Linked DNA regions of Zea mays: all the other regions are linked to region 1. The links are chromatin contacts, called in public Hi-C maps. All regions are on one chromosome and are shown on one strand. The core of a region is the stretch at or near the end of the contact, and the rest is flanking DNA. Distances in the headings are between cores, read along the strand shown.

Region 1 (5,043 bases), core at 1,467-3,966:
CCACTAGCGTCGCCTTTGCCGCTCTGGCGAGGTAGGCGCGAACCCCTCACAATCGACACCGCGGCTCCTCCACAATATTCTTGGAGAGCTCGACGGAGACAACACCTGAGCCGTCTAGGAGGCGGCAACCTCCAAGAGTAACAAGCCGATGATGTTTGCCCGGTGTACCACCTAGTGCCTCAAGAATCACCAATGGATGCAAATGCATTAGGAGCTCTCAATCTCTCACTATAATGCAATCTCAAGCAAGGAGTGTGAGAGAATGAGTGGGAGGATCACAAATGAGTTCAAAGTGTGCAAGGAATGGCTAAGAGAACCCTCACACACGAGCTCCCCTTCTATTTATAGCCCACTTCACATTTCTAACCGTTATGTGCAACTAGCACAACTTCTGCGCACACGCGGACGGTCCGCGCCCTTAGGCCGGACGGTCCACCGTACAAGTAACGACTAGATTTCCAGTTTGAAATATGTCAGAGCTGAAAAAAGCGAAGTCCGGACAGTCCGCCAACCTTGGCCGGACCGTCCGAAACCTGACAACAAGGAGCACCAGAGCTCTGACCACGATGGGCTAACACACGCGGACTGTCCGCCATACAAGGCCGGACGGTCCGCGACCTAGGAGTTAGTACTGTCCGAGCTCAGGCCCCGGACAGTCCGTAGTACAAGTGCCCAAAAACACATAGTCCCTGCCCAAACTAATTTGGCACCTGCGGACGGTCCGCCGAACCTAACCGGACAGTCCGCACATTTATACAGGGACTGTGTAGAGGGCGACCCTCTCTGGCCAGGACTACGGACGGTCCGACCCCAAGGCCCGGACGGTCCACAGTACAAACATACAGGACCAGTCCGAAGTGAACATACTTCGGACCCCTTTGGATAGATCGCGGACGGTCCGGCCACTTGGCCCGAATGGTCCACCAACCCCGTGACTTAGCAACTTTTCAAACACGCTTTCGAAAAGATTTTTTTTAACTCTCGAAATCGGAAGCGCTGTTAGACCTCATGCAAATGTAACCACTTGATGCTCTATGAGGCACTAAGTTTTACACAGACCAAAGCCATTGACCCCTCTTAATAGTACGACCATCTAGCCTACTAATCTGGTTAAATGTCTTCTCTAAACTCCTGGAGACCGGCAAAAACAAAAACCTATGTTATACCTTTGCCTTCACTTGATCCACAACTAATGCTTATAAGTCTCCAAGATTTTTTGTTCTCTGTGGTCCAACCTGCATTCTTATTCCTCTAAGAACTGTTAGTCTACAAATAGTTGTCATTAATTACCAAAACATCACTAAGGGGCCTAGATGATTCACAACCGGTGGATGGAGTCGTGGGATGGTGGCTCCCTGGGAAGCGTCGCCTTGACTCGACAGGCATGGGAATTTGCCCTTGGTGAGACAGGACAACTAGGGAGGGGGAGCGGTAGAGGCATACCTGACAACGCTAGCAAGGAAGAGGTCGACGAAGATACCTTAGCTGTGCAGCGCCTCCACGATCTCCGTCGTCTTCATCAACGAGAAGGAGAAGGAGTTTGACATTCCCTCTGTTGCGAGCACCACAGGTGAATCAAATCGAAATCAGATGGGTTTAGCGGCTTTTGCCCCTTTACAAACATGCAGGCGGAGGTGTTGGGGTCTTCGTCTTCCTGCCGTTGTGGTGCTTGTCGGAGGCGGAGTGGGGCACGAGGCCGTGACTTGGCCGGGCTCCAGCGACCGGAGGCGAAGGGGGCACGAGGCTATGGGCGGGTTGGGCTCCAGCGGCGGGCTGCAGAATGGTGGAGGGAAGAGCGAGGGAAGAAGGCGACTGGGAAGAAGGGATAGGCGCATGAGGGCAAGTGCGTCGGGCACCACCCCTTCCCTCCCATCCTCCTTTATCCCCCTCCTCAAGCTATGATTGCGGGGAATGGTAGCGAAGGAGGGAGACATGGGATGGGGGCGCGATCACCGCGCGGTGATGAGGGCGGCTCGCGTGTTGATGAGGGCGGCGACATTTTTGGGAAGGAAGGGCGACGAGCGTGTTGGAGACGGACGATGGCAGGGAGGGGGCGCGTCGGGGTGGGGGCAAGCGGGGACATCCACGTGGGCGGGGGCATGGCGTGCTTCACCAAAAGAAGCTAGTGGATGCCCACTCTACCATCTTATGTAGTAGTAGAGATTTGTTGGCTGTAACTCATTATTACTCCCTCCGTCCCAGGATATAAGACGTAACCACTTTTTATTCTTATCCCACAATATAAGTGTACTCTCTTTATGCATACGTATATCGATGCAGTGCTATAGAGACAATTAAGTGCACTTCTTGGTCTTTGAACCAGAGGTGGTTACGCCTTATATACTGGAACAGAGGGAGTATCTTATTTAGATCCAATAATAAATACACTCATATAATAAATCTAGCTATAAGGTTGACTTTTAGATTAATCTCTTGTCTCTTTCTTTTTCATCCTTTTATCTTAGAGTCCACCTGACTTTTGTATGAGAAACAATTTTCTCTATTTTCTCATGTCCCTTTCCTCTGTATAATAAAAATGTTATATAAATAAGTTTAGAGTCCATTATTATACTTCTCTAGTTCACACGAGTCGTGGTCGAGAACGCGACATGAACAGAGCAAGGAGCTCAACCCAAGCAAAGCCGACCGACCGACCGGCCCGCCACCCAACCTAACCCGAGTACCCGACGACGCAGTCACGCAGGCGTGCCGAGCCCGGAGCCGGACTCCCACGACGCGCTGCTCGACCCACCCGGCAACCAAACCCTATCCACCCCGCGTCCTCTCTCCCCTCATTTAAACCGCCACCACGACGGCACGCCGCCTCGTCGGAAAAACCATCATCTAAAGTTCAACGCCCGCACCGCAAGCGCAACACGCCAACACCCGAGACCCGACGCGGCCTTCGCCTTCCCTCCGCGCGAGGGAGATTCGAGGGGAGAGAGGTTCTCACCTTCGCGCCTGCGGTTGCTTGGCGCAGAGTCGTCGCAGATGGACCGGTACCAGAGGGTGGAGAAGCCGCGGGAGGAGTCCCCTATCGGCGCCAACGAGATCCGCATCACGGCGCAGGGCCGGCCCCGCAACTACATCACCTATGCGCTCGCCCTGCTCCAGGTTCGGGTTCGGTCGACGGCTACTCTCTGCTACTTCCTTGCTCGTTTGTTCCCGCCGGCCGCCGCCGTTCGGCCTGTCCATCTATACGTAGAAGGAAAGCAACCATGGTTTTTACCCCCATGATTTAAAATGCTAGGGTTTTAAGTGCGGGTTCGGCGAGCATGCAGTCGTGCGGGTCGCGCGGTGAGGGTCTGGAGATGTCTCGATGGTGCTCCTGCGGCTAGGGATTCCAGTTTGAATTATTTACTATTGTAGGCCTCGTGCGGTTAGGGCTTCGAATTTGAATTATTTACTGTTCTACTAGGGCTCAGATTGCGGTTACGAATTATTGCTCCAATGGCGGCGAGGAAGGGCCGTAGCCCATAGCAACCACCTAGAGTCGTTGGTTGCGGACGCGGAGTACTATTAGGGTCATGACAGATTGTAACATGGATGGCAGAAATCTAGAAAATCTGGAGTAGGAGGCGATTCTGAATTGAAATAGAGTAATTTGTAGATTTTCAGGAATCTATTATGCTGTTGTACCTGTTTGGTTGAGATTTCAGATTTTTTGCAGCAAATTTGGTTCAGAAAGCTGAGGCAAACACACCCTTAATTATATTATTTTCTTAGAATGAGTTGGGCAGGAGTGGTTTATTGGTTTGCATCATGTGGTTTGGATTTTTGGATTAAATTCACTAGTGTATGAAATTTTCACAAGGCTTCGATTACTATGGATGTTGAAATAGGTACTGTTCATTAATGACTTTTCGTACTGTTCCAGCTAGTTGTGATGATGACCATTATGTTTTTCTAGGTTGATTTGAATTTTACAACATTAGTTCACTACTAGCTAGTCTAGGAAGTATCCATATATCTCGATTACCTAGAATGTCACGCCCAAAGAAAGGGTGCAAATTACATAGGATGTCAATTACTGTTTGTTAGCGTTTGAAGAAAGTTATACTCTTAGATACTGGCAAAGCGTGCTCCAAGACTCCTTTAGTAGAAGACATGCCTATAGTGGCTTGGATAGGAGCCAATCTAGCATTCTTGAGGACCAAGTCTTGAACTGGCGAGGTATCGATCCGACCAGGTCCTAGGACCTTGCAAAGGTTCTCTGGTACTCCTCAAGAGACCCTTGGGGTAGCATGTATCCAGCGCCACCTACTCCCCTAACCAAGTCAGCGCACAACGTTGGACAATTGACATAAAGCCCTTGTGCATCGTATTTATCGCGAAGAATGACATAGCGGTCAAAAGTGTCACTATTACCGCCTGAGGCCTTAGGTGTACCTGCAAACACCATGTGATGTGTATGGGTAAAACAGTCATCGTAGCCACACTTGGGGCTGTAGACGTACCCACAAGCATTATAAAGGCCGTATGACCACACCAACTAAGAACTATACGTACTCAACGGCATGGATCCTCACACTTACCACTACAACATGATATGTTTGACACTGTGGCACATCAGAGACATGCACCGCGTATGACTCTATGACTACAATAAGATAGGAGCACTTGGACCTCTACTAGACGGGGCCTTCTGCACAAGGATGTAACTTTCTCCTTATGTTATAAAAAGGGAAGAATAGAGCAACATAAAACGGGAGTTGTAAAGGTTCTAGATGAGGTGGTTGTGAAGGTTCTGAGTGGAGGCTCACAACTAGTTCTGGACCCTCATATCATCTTCCAGACTAGAACCACATCTGACTTTGGGACTTCTTAGACTTTGAAAGAACTAGGTCATACGCTAAGATATGGATGCATAGAGGTCTTAGGATCTCTCAATAGTCTCAGTCCCACTTTCAGGCTCAACATCATCTGAGCTTTATGGTTTTTTCATGTTTATATATATACAGCCACCATACAGAGGATGTAGGGTACTACGCCTTGGTGGTCTAAACCTCTCTAAATCATGTGTGCAGGTTGCCATGTTAGCGT
Region 2 (5,043 bases), core at 1,474-3,973, 400 kb before region 1:
GGTGGATTTTAAAAAGCTTCCTGGGCCAAGCAGACTCCCAAGTGTCTGGTTTTTTGGATGCCTAGAACCACAATTGTTGCTTGGCTAGGCAATGCCTGCAAGAAATCAATCTGACCAAGCCCTAGATGCAGCACATGACCACAAACAGAAACCGCCATACCCTAGCATTCCAATTTAGCACCCTATTTGGATTTTGAATACCTAGAACTGGGCCTTGAGTTTTGAAACTAGAATTGGGTTACCAAAATCTGGGTGTTTTGATGCCACACGAATTGGTACTGATAGTACGGAACTGAATCCCCAAGGGTTTGGGGCATATTTCAGAAGTCCAAAGATTGAATGTGACATTTGAAGTTAGTGAATTAGAAGGGCAAAATGCATATCATGTTAGTTTAGAATCAAGTCACATAAGTTTGACTTGCTACTACATTATTCTACCAACAATCAGAATATAACATTAGGCAAATTTGGTTATGTAGCACCCAAAGAAAAGATACTGGTTTTAGAAAAGCTCGCACTGAAAGAGTTTGGTACAGTTTAATAGCACCGAAACAACAAAAGGCTAAGCTTTTTAGCACTTTGCTAACTTCTGTTAGCATTCTCACTGCTATTTTTTTCATTTTCACATTTCAGCCTGCAACAAGAAACACCACAATTGTCCCATGCCTTAAACTGTATGTATGGAGGTCCAATCTGATCTGCACTTTTTCTTCTCACCCTCTCTGACTCAACGCACCTCAGCTGAGTGACCCGAGGTCCCAAGCAGCAGCCTCTGGTGAACCCTACTGTCCTGGTGACCTGTTGCTCCTCTTCTCCGAGTGCCTAGTGACGCATTCATAGTCTTCTGCTAGGTCACAGTGGCCTGCAGCTGGTGCCTGCACCCTCCACCCTGACAAGATCAGGGAGGGTTGTTCCCTGTGGCATGTAGTTGTTACCCACCTCCCTTGCCCAGGCGATCTCCTCGTCTTGGAAAACCAGCCAGCGGTAAGGAATCCCCTTCAGTTTTATTTGACTTGGTGGTGAACCCTAAAGTTTGGGGGAAATCAAGATTTCAACCCCTAAAATTGGTTGTTTTGTTTGCAATTGAGTATCAAAGCAAAAAAGATAGAATAAATTCATGGACCTCGTAGATTTCCCATGGGGTAAGATCATGACTCTACGTCTCTAGCCTATCTTTCCAACCTAACTATGTTTAGCTCTGTGCAAGATGTGCTTGCTATTTACTGTATACAGCCTGTGTGGATCACTTATTCAATTGGACTAACTAGTGGCTAAAATAGTCCTAGTCCATTCAAACAAGCAAACTAATAGGTGGACTAATTTCTAGTCTAGACCCCAAGTAACAATTAGAACATTAGGTGGGCAAACCCAGCCAATGGAACTAATAGGTGTCCATGGAACTTTTAGTTGGGGATTCAAACACAACAAAAATATTTTTTAGCTAGCTTAACTTTAGCTCAATAATTTTTAGGTTGAACTAACAACTAGTCCTAGTTCATCCCAACAAGCCATAAACCATCTGTTCCAGGGTGAACCCAATGACAGTGTAGATTTGAGAAGATAGTGAGCGTGTATGCATAACTGCGCATGTCGACATGCCCATAATTGTATAAGGGACAATTGCAAGGGTAAAACAATAAACCAGGTGTGGACTTAAAGGAGTAACGAAGTAAAGGAAGATGACTGCAATAGATGGAGAAGTTCACAGAATGCTAAAAGGCCAAAGGTTGAAAACTTCTGGTGATATTGAAGTGTACCAGACTGTTATTTATCTAAAACAAAGATCTTTCGGTGCCATGGACCAATTTCGCCCTATCCATTCATTAAGGCGCCCTATGTTGAAACCATATACTTTCCCTTCGCAGTGCCGGGTAAGGAAAATTGAATCATCAATGATACAGAACAAAATTACAAAACTAATTCATCAGGCATCAGATAATTTCGAACTATGGCCCTAATACCAAAATAGCAAGGTCCTACCTGATTCTTGCAGTACACACCACAACGGCAATAGCCAGGCGTGCATTCTGTGTTAGTCAATAAATTTAAACACCGGTCTCCACATGGACTCTCTGGATCCAAGATATCATACTGGCACTCACACACAGCTATGTCCTCCTCTGTCTGACTCTTATGCCTCCAAAAGATAACACAGGTAGTCAGGAAGTATAACATTCCCATAACAACAGAAAACGAGAGGAAATGTTGCGAACCAGTCCCATCAAAGTTCAACCCACATTGGACAGATTGAGAAAGAACTAACGCAGAACTGCTCACTTTCTGTAGGAGAAAGCGTTGCTGTCAATGTGGATGTACGACGGTGCCTCTACGCATTCTTCCTCCTGCAATCCAAGTAATAATTGGACGAATTCAGCATACAGAGAAACACACAAAAAAAAACATCTTCCGGACAGTCTCGCGCAGAAGAGATGAAAAAATGAGTTCCAAGCAGCACAAACACCATTAGCATTCGTGATTCGTCGACTGTGGAACAGCAGACAGTAACAAGACGGCCTGAAAAAAATAAAGATTCGGGGTGAAATTAGAATTTTGAGGCGACGGATGAATGAACCTTACAACAAAGGCAAGCTGAAGGAGTTCTTCACTCTTTCATAATCTGAATATAATCTAAGAGAAGCAGGCTAGAGCGTACCAAAACTTAAGGCACTCCGGATCAACAAGAGAGGATGAGGAATAGACCGAACCCAGCTCTGAAGACTGAACAGACGAGGTACCCGAGGGCAGAGAACGTGCCGGTGGCAGACGGAAGGAAGAGGCTAACTGGCTAAAGGATACCGAACGGACGGAGGGAGGCAGCTCGGGGCGGCAGGCTTGTTGTCGAGGGGAAGGCGGACAACGGCGGCTGAGATGGGGATGACCGCGGGGATCCGAGGACGATACACGAGATGCCTGGTGCGTCCGCGGAGAGAGCGGTCTGGGCGACGGTCAGGGTCTCTCCAACAGGTAGAGATCCGCTAGGGTAATTCCTAGAACATATGGATTAAATGAAATTAAAAATTAGTATATATTTTAACTTGCCGTAGATTTAAACTCACTAAATCATATTCAATCCATATAGATTGAGTTAAAAACAAAAAAACCCTAAATAATTTATATCTTAAAGATATTAAGGATAAATGTAAAAAAAATATATAAGAGACATATTTTAGTGAAAAAATATCTCTTACACAATTCTTTAGATCTAGAAACGATTTTACTTATACAACCTACATAAATAAGTCATATCTTAAGAGGTTCTAATGAATAAAATATAAAGTTTAAATATATTAGGTCGTATGAAAAAGTTTCTTAGATATATTTAGTGCTTGGAGAACTGTAATATAGTATCTAGATTGTATATGTCCTAAGGTCCCGTTCGGTTCCTACGGAATAGTCGTCTACAACGAATCTAACTCGGAGTACTTACCTAATTTATATAAGCTTTGATCCGATTGAACGAATTCTAGACCAATTTCAGGAGAAACGAACAAGAACTAAAATATCTTATAACCTAAAGTTTGGTTTCGTTTGGTTAGAATGGGATTAGTGGGGATTGGAAGGGAAAATAAACTTTTTTTCTTCAAACCTCTTCAAGTCTTGTTCGTTTGTCCAACAATACATCAAAAATCATTTGTTATCAAATCTTATACTACTTTCATTCTCGAATATTTGTCACCCGCTAGTTTATTTTTAAACTAAAACGAGACAAATTGTCACACTCGGGTTTTAGGGACCCGGACGTGAGACATAATCACCAAGTGTGCTAGAACCAAGTATCACACATATGATGATTCATGATACAGAAACGAACGTCACATCTTTACTATATAATAGGGGAGTTCTATACAAAATAAATAAATAATTACATCATATGGAGACAACGATCCAGCAACCCAAAGTTGACTGGGAGACGACGGCATAGACCTCTCGCGAACACATCACGCCATCTTTCATGCGCCTCATCCTGGAGATACCTGTTCTTGACCTGTGGGGGGTGTGAGACAGCAAGGGTGAGCTCACATACGTTTATCGCTTAATAAGTTGTGGGAAATAATATTGTCGGGGACCATAATTAGGGGTACCCTCAAGACGCCTAATTCTCAGCTGGTAACCCCCATCAGCATAAAGCTGCAAAGGCCTGATGGGCACGATTAAGTCAGGGATCAGTCCACACGAGTGACTCGATCACGCTTCACCCGAGCCTAGCCTCGGCCGAAGGCAGCCGACCTCGAGAGACTTCCGTCTCGCCCGAGGCCCCCTTTTTATGGCGGACACATCACCGGCTTGCCCAAGGCCTTGGCTTCGCTCAGAAGCAACCTTGACTAAATCACCACACCGACTGACCAAATTGCAGGGGCATTTAACGCAAAGGTGGCCTGACACCTCTATCCTGACACGCGCCCCCGGCAGAGCCGAGGTGACCGCCGTCACCCCACCGCTCCACTGGCCAGTCTGACAGAAGGACAGCGCCGCCTGCGCCACTCCGACTGCAGTGCCACTCGACAGAGTGAGTCTGACAGGCAATTAGGCCTTGCCAAAGGCGCCACGGCGAACTCCGCTCCGCCCGACCCCAGGGCTCGGACTCGGGCTAGGACCCGGAAGACGGCGAACTCCGCTCCGCCCGACCCCAGGGCTCGGACTCGGGCTAGGACCCGGAAGACGGCGAACTCCGCTCCGCCCGACCCCAGGGCTCGGACTCGGGCTAAGACCCGGAAGACGGCGAACTCCGCTCCGCCCGACCCCAGGGCTCGGACTCGGGCTAAGACCCGGAAGACGGCGAACTCCGCTCCGCCCGACCCTAGGGCTCGGACTCGGGCTAAGACCCGGAAGACGGCGAACTCCGCTCCGCCCGACCCCAGGGCTCGGACTCGGGCTAAGACCCGGAAGACGGCGAACTCCGCTCCGCCCGACCCCAGGGCTCGGACTCGGGCTAAGACCCGGAAGACGACGAAACTCCGCTCCGCCCGACCCCAGGGCTCGGACTCGGGCTAAGACCCGGAAGACGACGAAACTCCGCCTCGCCCGACCCCAGGGCTCGGACTC
Region 3 (5,043 bases), core at 1,489-3,988, 310 kb before region 1:
AGCATACCATCTTGGAACGGGGTTTGTAGTCCTTCCCCTTCCGTTGTTTGAGGATTTGTCGAAAGCTCTTAATGATAAGAGCCATCTCCTCATTGTCGAACTTGGAGGCGTAAATTGAGAGTCTATTTGGTGTAGACTCGTCCTTCTTCTCTTCCGTTGCTTTGAATGCAACAGGTTGCACCTTGGGTGTAGAGGTGGCGCCTTGCTCCAAGTTGACAATATGTTTGGAGTCTTTGATCATAAGTTCAAAGCTCACAAACTTGCCAATTACCTCCTCGAGAGACATCTGTTTATATCTTGAATCTCCACGGATTAGTTGCACTTGAGTGGGATTACGAAAAATAAGAGATATAAGAATAACCTTGACCATTTCATGGTCATCCCATTTTGTGCTCCCGAGGTTGCGCACTTGATTGACCATCGTCTTGAGTCGGTTGTACATCGCTTTTGGCTCCTCTCCTTTGTTGAGGATGAATCGACCGAGTTCTCCCTCGACCGTCTCGCGCTTGGTGATCTTGGTCACCTCGTCCCCCTCGTGCGCCGTTTTGAGGATGTCCCAAATTTCTTTGGCATTTTTAACCCTTGCGCCTTATTATACTCCTCTCGACATAAGGAGGCGAGGAGTATAGAAGTTACTTGGGAATTAAAATGCCTTATTTGGGCGGCATCGTCCGAGTCGTAGTCCTCGTCGCCCACTTATGGTGCCTGCGCTCCAAGCTCAATAATATCCCATATGCTTTCGAGGAGTGAGGTTAGATGGTGCCTCATTTTATCACACCACATACAATAATCCTCACCATTAAAATATGGTGGTTTGTCTAGGGGTACCGAAAGTAAAGGAGTGCGCCTAGGAATGCGAGGATAGCATAAAGGCATCTTACTATACTTCTTACGCTCGTGGCGCTTCGAAGTTGTAGACTCAGCGCCAGATGTGGAAGGTGATGAAGAATCGGTCTCGTAGTAGACCACCTTCTTCATTTTCTTTTTCTTCTTGTCACCCTTCCTATGTGACTTGATGGAGGAAGAGGATTCCTCCTTGTACTTGTCTCCAGACTCCCTTGATAGAGTCCTTTCCGAGCCTATGGTCTTGTCGCCGGTGATGATCTCCCTCTTGGCGTGATCTTCAAACATCACTTTGAGTTTGTTAGACTCTTAATGAAGCATTGGCTCTGATACCAATTGAAAGTCGCCTAGAGGGGGGGTGAATAGGCGAAACATGAAATTTACAAACTTTAAACACGCACTAAGGCCGGGGTTAGCGTTAGAATTAAATAGGAGTTCGAAAGATAGTTCTCCTTGCTTAGAGTTGCTCAATCAATACGGATAGCGTTTGGTAGCAAACTCAAAACATTATGAGCAAGGGTACTTTAGAGAGAGGAAAACAAATCAAGTGGAACTCAACACAAGTGAACACGATGATTTGTTTTACCAAGATTCGGTTCCAAAGAACCTAGTCCCCTTTGAGGAGGCCACAAAGGCTGGGTCTATTTCAACCCTTTTCCTCTCTCAATTGGTCACACAGACCGGTTGATGCTTCTCCTTAATCACTTGGGTCACTAAGACCCCGCAAGGATCACCACACACTTAGGTGTCTCTTGCTAGCTTTACAAAGCACTTAGAGAAATGAGAATAGAAAGGAAAAAGCAATCCAAGGAACAAGAGCAACAAAAAAACACAAAACACCCTCTCTCAAGTCACTAAGGAATTGAGTTGATTTGGAGGCTTGTAGAAGATTTGATCTATTGAATGCGTCTTGGAGTGAAGTATTTTGCTCTTGCAACGAATGTTGAGTTCAGAAAACTTGGATGGCTTGAATGGAGGTGGTTGGAGGGTATTTATAGCCCCAACCACTATTCTAGCCGTTGCTGTCGATGACGCACCGGACATGGCACTGTTCACTGTCCGGTGCGTGCCACGTCAGCACGCCGTTGGGGTTTGGAGCGGTTGTCCGTTGAAGTTCTTTGTCTTGTAGTTGCACCGGACAGTCCGGTGGCACACCGAACATGTCCGGTGCGTTCTGACTTTGCAGCCTGACATTTGACTTCTGCACTTGCGCTTTTAGTGTTCACGCAGTCGACCGTTGAGCGCTAGGTTACCGTTGCTCCGTTGGCTCACTGGACAAGCCCGGTGCACATCGGACAGTCCGACAAATTATAGCGGAGCGCTCCTTAGAAAAAACCGAGAGCGGCCTATTGGAGTGATGCTCGGCCTGGGGCACCGGACAGTGTCCGGTGCATACCGGACACCGGTGTGCCACTGGCAGCACACTCTCAAGTCTTTGCTCCAAACTTTGTTGAGTCCCCAACTTAATTTATTTCTTGGTTTATGTTGAATTTTATGCACCTGAGATAAGCATCATCTAAGCAAACTAATTAGTCCACGTGGTTTGTGATGGACGTCAACCACCAAAATCGATTATAGGAAATGATTAAGCCTATTTCCCTTTCAAGAATTATAAAAAATGAGAAGCTTTTTTTGGATTATTTTGTAACAATATGTCCGTTGTCCAAACACACGTTGCATTTTTTACATTATAATAAAGTAGAACTATATCAATGAGGTAGTAAAACGAAATATAGGGACATTTTCAAATAAGAGTGGACGACCCATATTTTAAATGGAGTACTGGATCGAGCCCACAGTACCTCAGCTCATAAGGTCAGAGTAACAACCCATATTTCACAGAGCATTCCGGTCCGACGTGATTAAAACTCTCGCACCGGAGACCCCTTTAGAGCTTGACCTCTTTAATCCTCTCAAACCACTAGTAAGCGAACATGGCCTTATATAAGTGACCTCTCCTAGGGTTTACGCGCATTGTGGCTCCTCACTTCCGCGCCGCCACCCCTACAGGTGAATATAACGAATCCGCCGCCGGCGTCATCTCCTCCTCCCACCTCGACTCGCCTTGCTCGCCGTCGGCGGCCATTTCGTCGCCGCGCGGCGAGCCGCCCATGTTGAGCTCGCGGCGGATCTGATGGGCTTGTTGTGATCTCCTGCAGGTAAGGAAGAGGAGGAGGGCAGGATGTCGCACCGTAAGTTCGAGCACCCGAGGCACGGCTCCCTCGGCTTCCTTCCCAGGAAGCGCTCCTCCCGTCACCGCGGCAAGGGTACGCTCGCATCTCTTACTCCCTCTTTGTTCGCTTGCCTTGTCCCGATACGTGTCATCTGAAATGTTCTACCCTTCAACCTTTAGAACTTGAAGTATTATTTATGTTCCTTCTATTTAAACAACCTGTACTCCGCTAGTGGTGTTTTTAAGTAATAATTTTCATAGGGTTGTCTTCCGTCAGTGAAGGATTGTCTATTGCATATAAGTGCAATCCAACATTATGTATAATCTGAAAACGTGCTGTACAATTGAATTATGTTGCTGTGAACATTAACCTGTTTAGTATGGTATGCACATTCCTTTGGCAGGTTTACTTAATGTCCAAAATCTGATAGTAGTTTTCCTGTTTTTGCAGTGAAGTCATTCCCTAGGGATGACCCCAAGAAGCCTTGCCATCTCACTGCCTTCCTTGGCTACAAGGCTGGCATGACTCACATTGTCCGTGAGGTTGAGAAGCCAGGATCCAGTATGTCCACCCCCTTCGTTTTTGTTAATCAATTAAGCTGATGACATAGTCCAGTTTGTTTATATCTGAAAAATGAATTGTAACATAAGCATGATTTGATTTCTGACCAGCAGTTTTAGTTTTTTTATGAATTTGAGGGCACTTAATTTTAGATGATAAGCCACACAACTATCTCTTCACAGGCCCATAGACTTACTCAAAACAATAGATTTTTCTGTTTGAATATCCACAACTGCTTGCACCCATGAATCTCGAGTATATGGATACCATTTCACTCCATTATCGTAACTGCTCTGCCTACTTGATTTCTACAGAACTCCATAAGAAGGAAACTTGTGAGGCTGTTACCATCATTGAAACCCCTCCTCTTGTCATTGTTGGGCTCGTGGCATATGTGAAGACTCCTCGTGGCCTCCGCACACTCAACTCTGTTTGGGCCCAACATCTTAGCGAAGAAGTGAGGAGAAGGTTCTACAAGAACTGGTGCAAGAGCAAGAAGAAGGCTTTCACAAAGTATGCTCTCAAATATGAAAATGATGCTGGCAAGAAGGAAATTCAGCTGCAGCTTGAGAAGATGAAGAAATATGCTTCTGTTATCCGTGTCATTGCTCATACCCAGGTAAGAAGCTTAATTGTGCTTTGTTGTTCATTCATGATTGTAGGAACACAGTTTCTTGATGATTGATAGTGCAATTACTATTGGTCTTTTATTTGGCTTCATTATTCCTGTTTATGCAATCTTTGTGTAGTCAAATGATCATTTACATGTCAATGATCATTTTTGTTTTCTTTATTTTATATATATATATATATATATATATATATATATATATATATATATATATATATATATATATATATATATATATAACCCTTGTTATTAAGTTTAAACTTCCATTGTATTATCTATCAATGATCATGTTGATTTCTTCTGTGATGTTAAAATTCTTGACTTGTTATCAAATTTCAACTTCTATTGTACCTCAGTGCCGGGAGTGAAGTACACCTATCTTTCATATAATTGAAAAGTGATTATTTTTTCTGAGGCACTAGGTATTAGCAAACTCACCTCTTATGTATTTGTATCTTTTAGATTAGGAAGATGAAGGGTTTGAAGCAGAAGAAGGCTCACCTGATGGAGATTCAGGTCAATGGTGGTACCATTGCTGACAAGGTGGACTATGGCTACAAATTCTTTGAGAAAGAGGTCCCTGTTGATGCTGTCTTCCAGAAGGATGAGATGATTGACATCATTGGTGTGACCAAGGGGAAAGGTTATGAGGGTGTGGTCACTCGTTGGGGTGTCACCCGGCTTCCCCGCAAGACCCACAGGGGTCTCCGCAAAGTTGCTTGTATCGGTGCATGGCATCCGGCTAGGGTCTCCTATACGGTTGCCCGTGCTGGTCAAAATGGGTACCACCACCGCACTGAGATGAACAAGAAGGTTTACAAGATCGGCAAGGCT

Evidence for each region. Hi-C and Micro-C count contacts between places; a contact is called where the count stands out from the background.
Region 2: a contact with region 1 is called in a Hi-C map of ear, with 3 times the contacts expected there. The contact joins the promoter of LOC542678 here to the promoter of LOC100272445 in region 1. A contact is called at or near these places in 2 of 25 Hi-C or Micro-C datasets (ear and tassel).
Region 3: a Hi-C map of endosperm shows a contact between it and region 1, with 2.4 times the contacts expected there. The contact joins the promoter of LOC103646454 here to the promoter of LOC100272445 in region 1. A contact is called at or near these places in 2 of 25 Hi-C or Micro-C datasets (endosperm and leaf).

The regions. Positions count from the first base shown.
Region 1 is chr2:54,165,109-54,170,151 of Zm-B73-REFERENCE-NAM-5.0, forward strand. LOC100272445 (ribonuclease P) reads left to right here and starts at 2,717. Exons shown (of 8, transcript NM_001146919.1): 1 at 2,717-3,114. The coding sequence starts at 2,992.
Region 2 is chr2:53,764,674-53,769,716 of Zm-B73-REFERENCE-NAM-5.0, forward strand. LOC542678 (SET domain-containing protein SET102) reads right to left here and starts at 2,724. Exons shown (of 11, transcript NM_001112195.1): 1 at 2,654-2,724; 2 at 2,462-2,514; 3 at 2,278-2,342; 4 at 1,981-2,137. The coding sequence starts at 2,470.
Region 3 is chr2:53,856,729-53,861,771 of Zm-B73-REFERENCE-NAM-5.0, forward strand. LOC103646454 (60S ribosomal protein L3) reads left to right here and starts at 2,739. Exons shown (of 6, transcript XM_008671191.4): 1 at 2,739-2,853; 2 at 3,003-3,110; 3 at 3,468-3,578; 4 at 3,893-4,197; 5 at 4,672-5,043. The coding sequence starts at 3,026.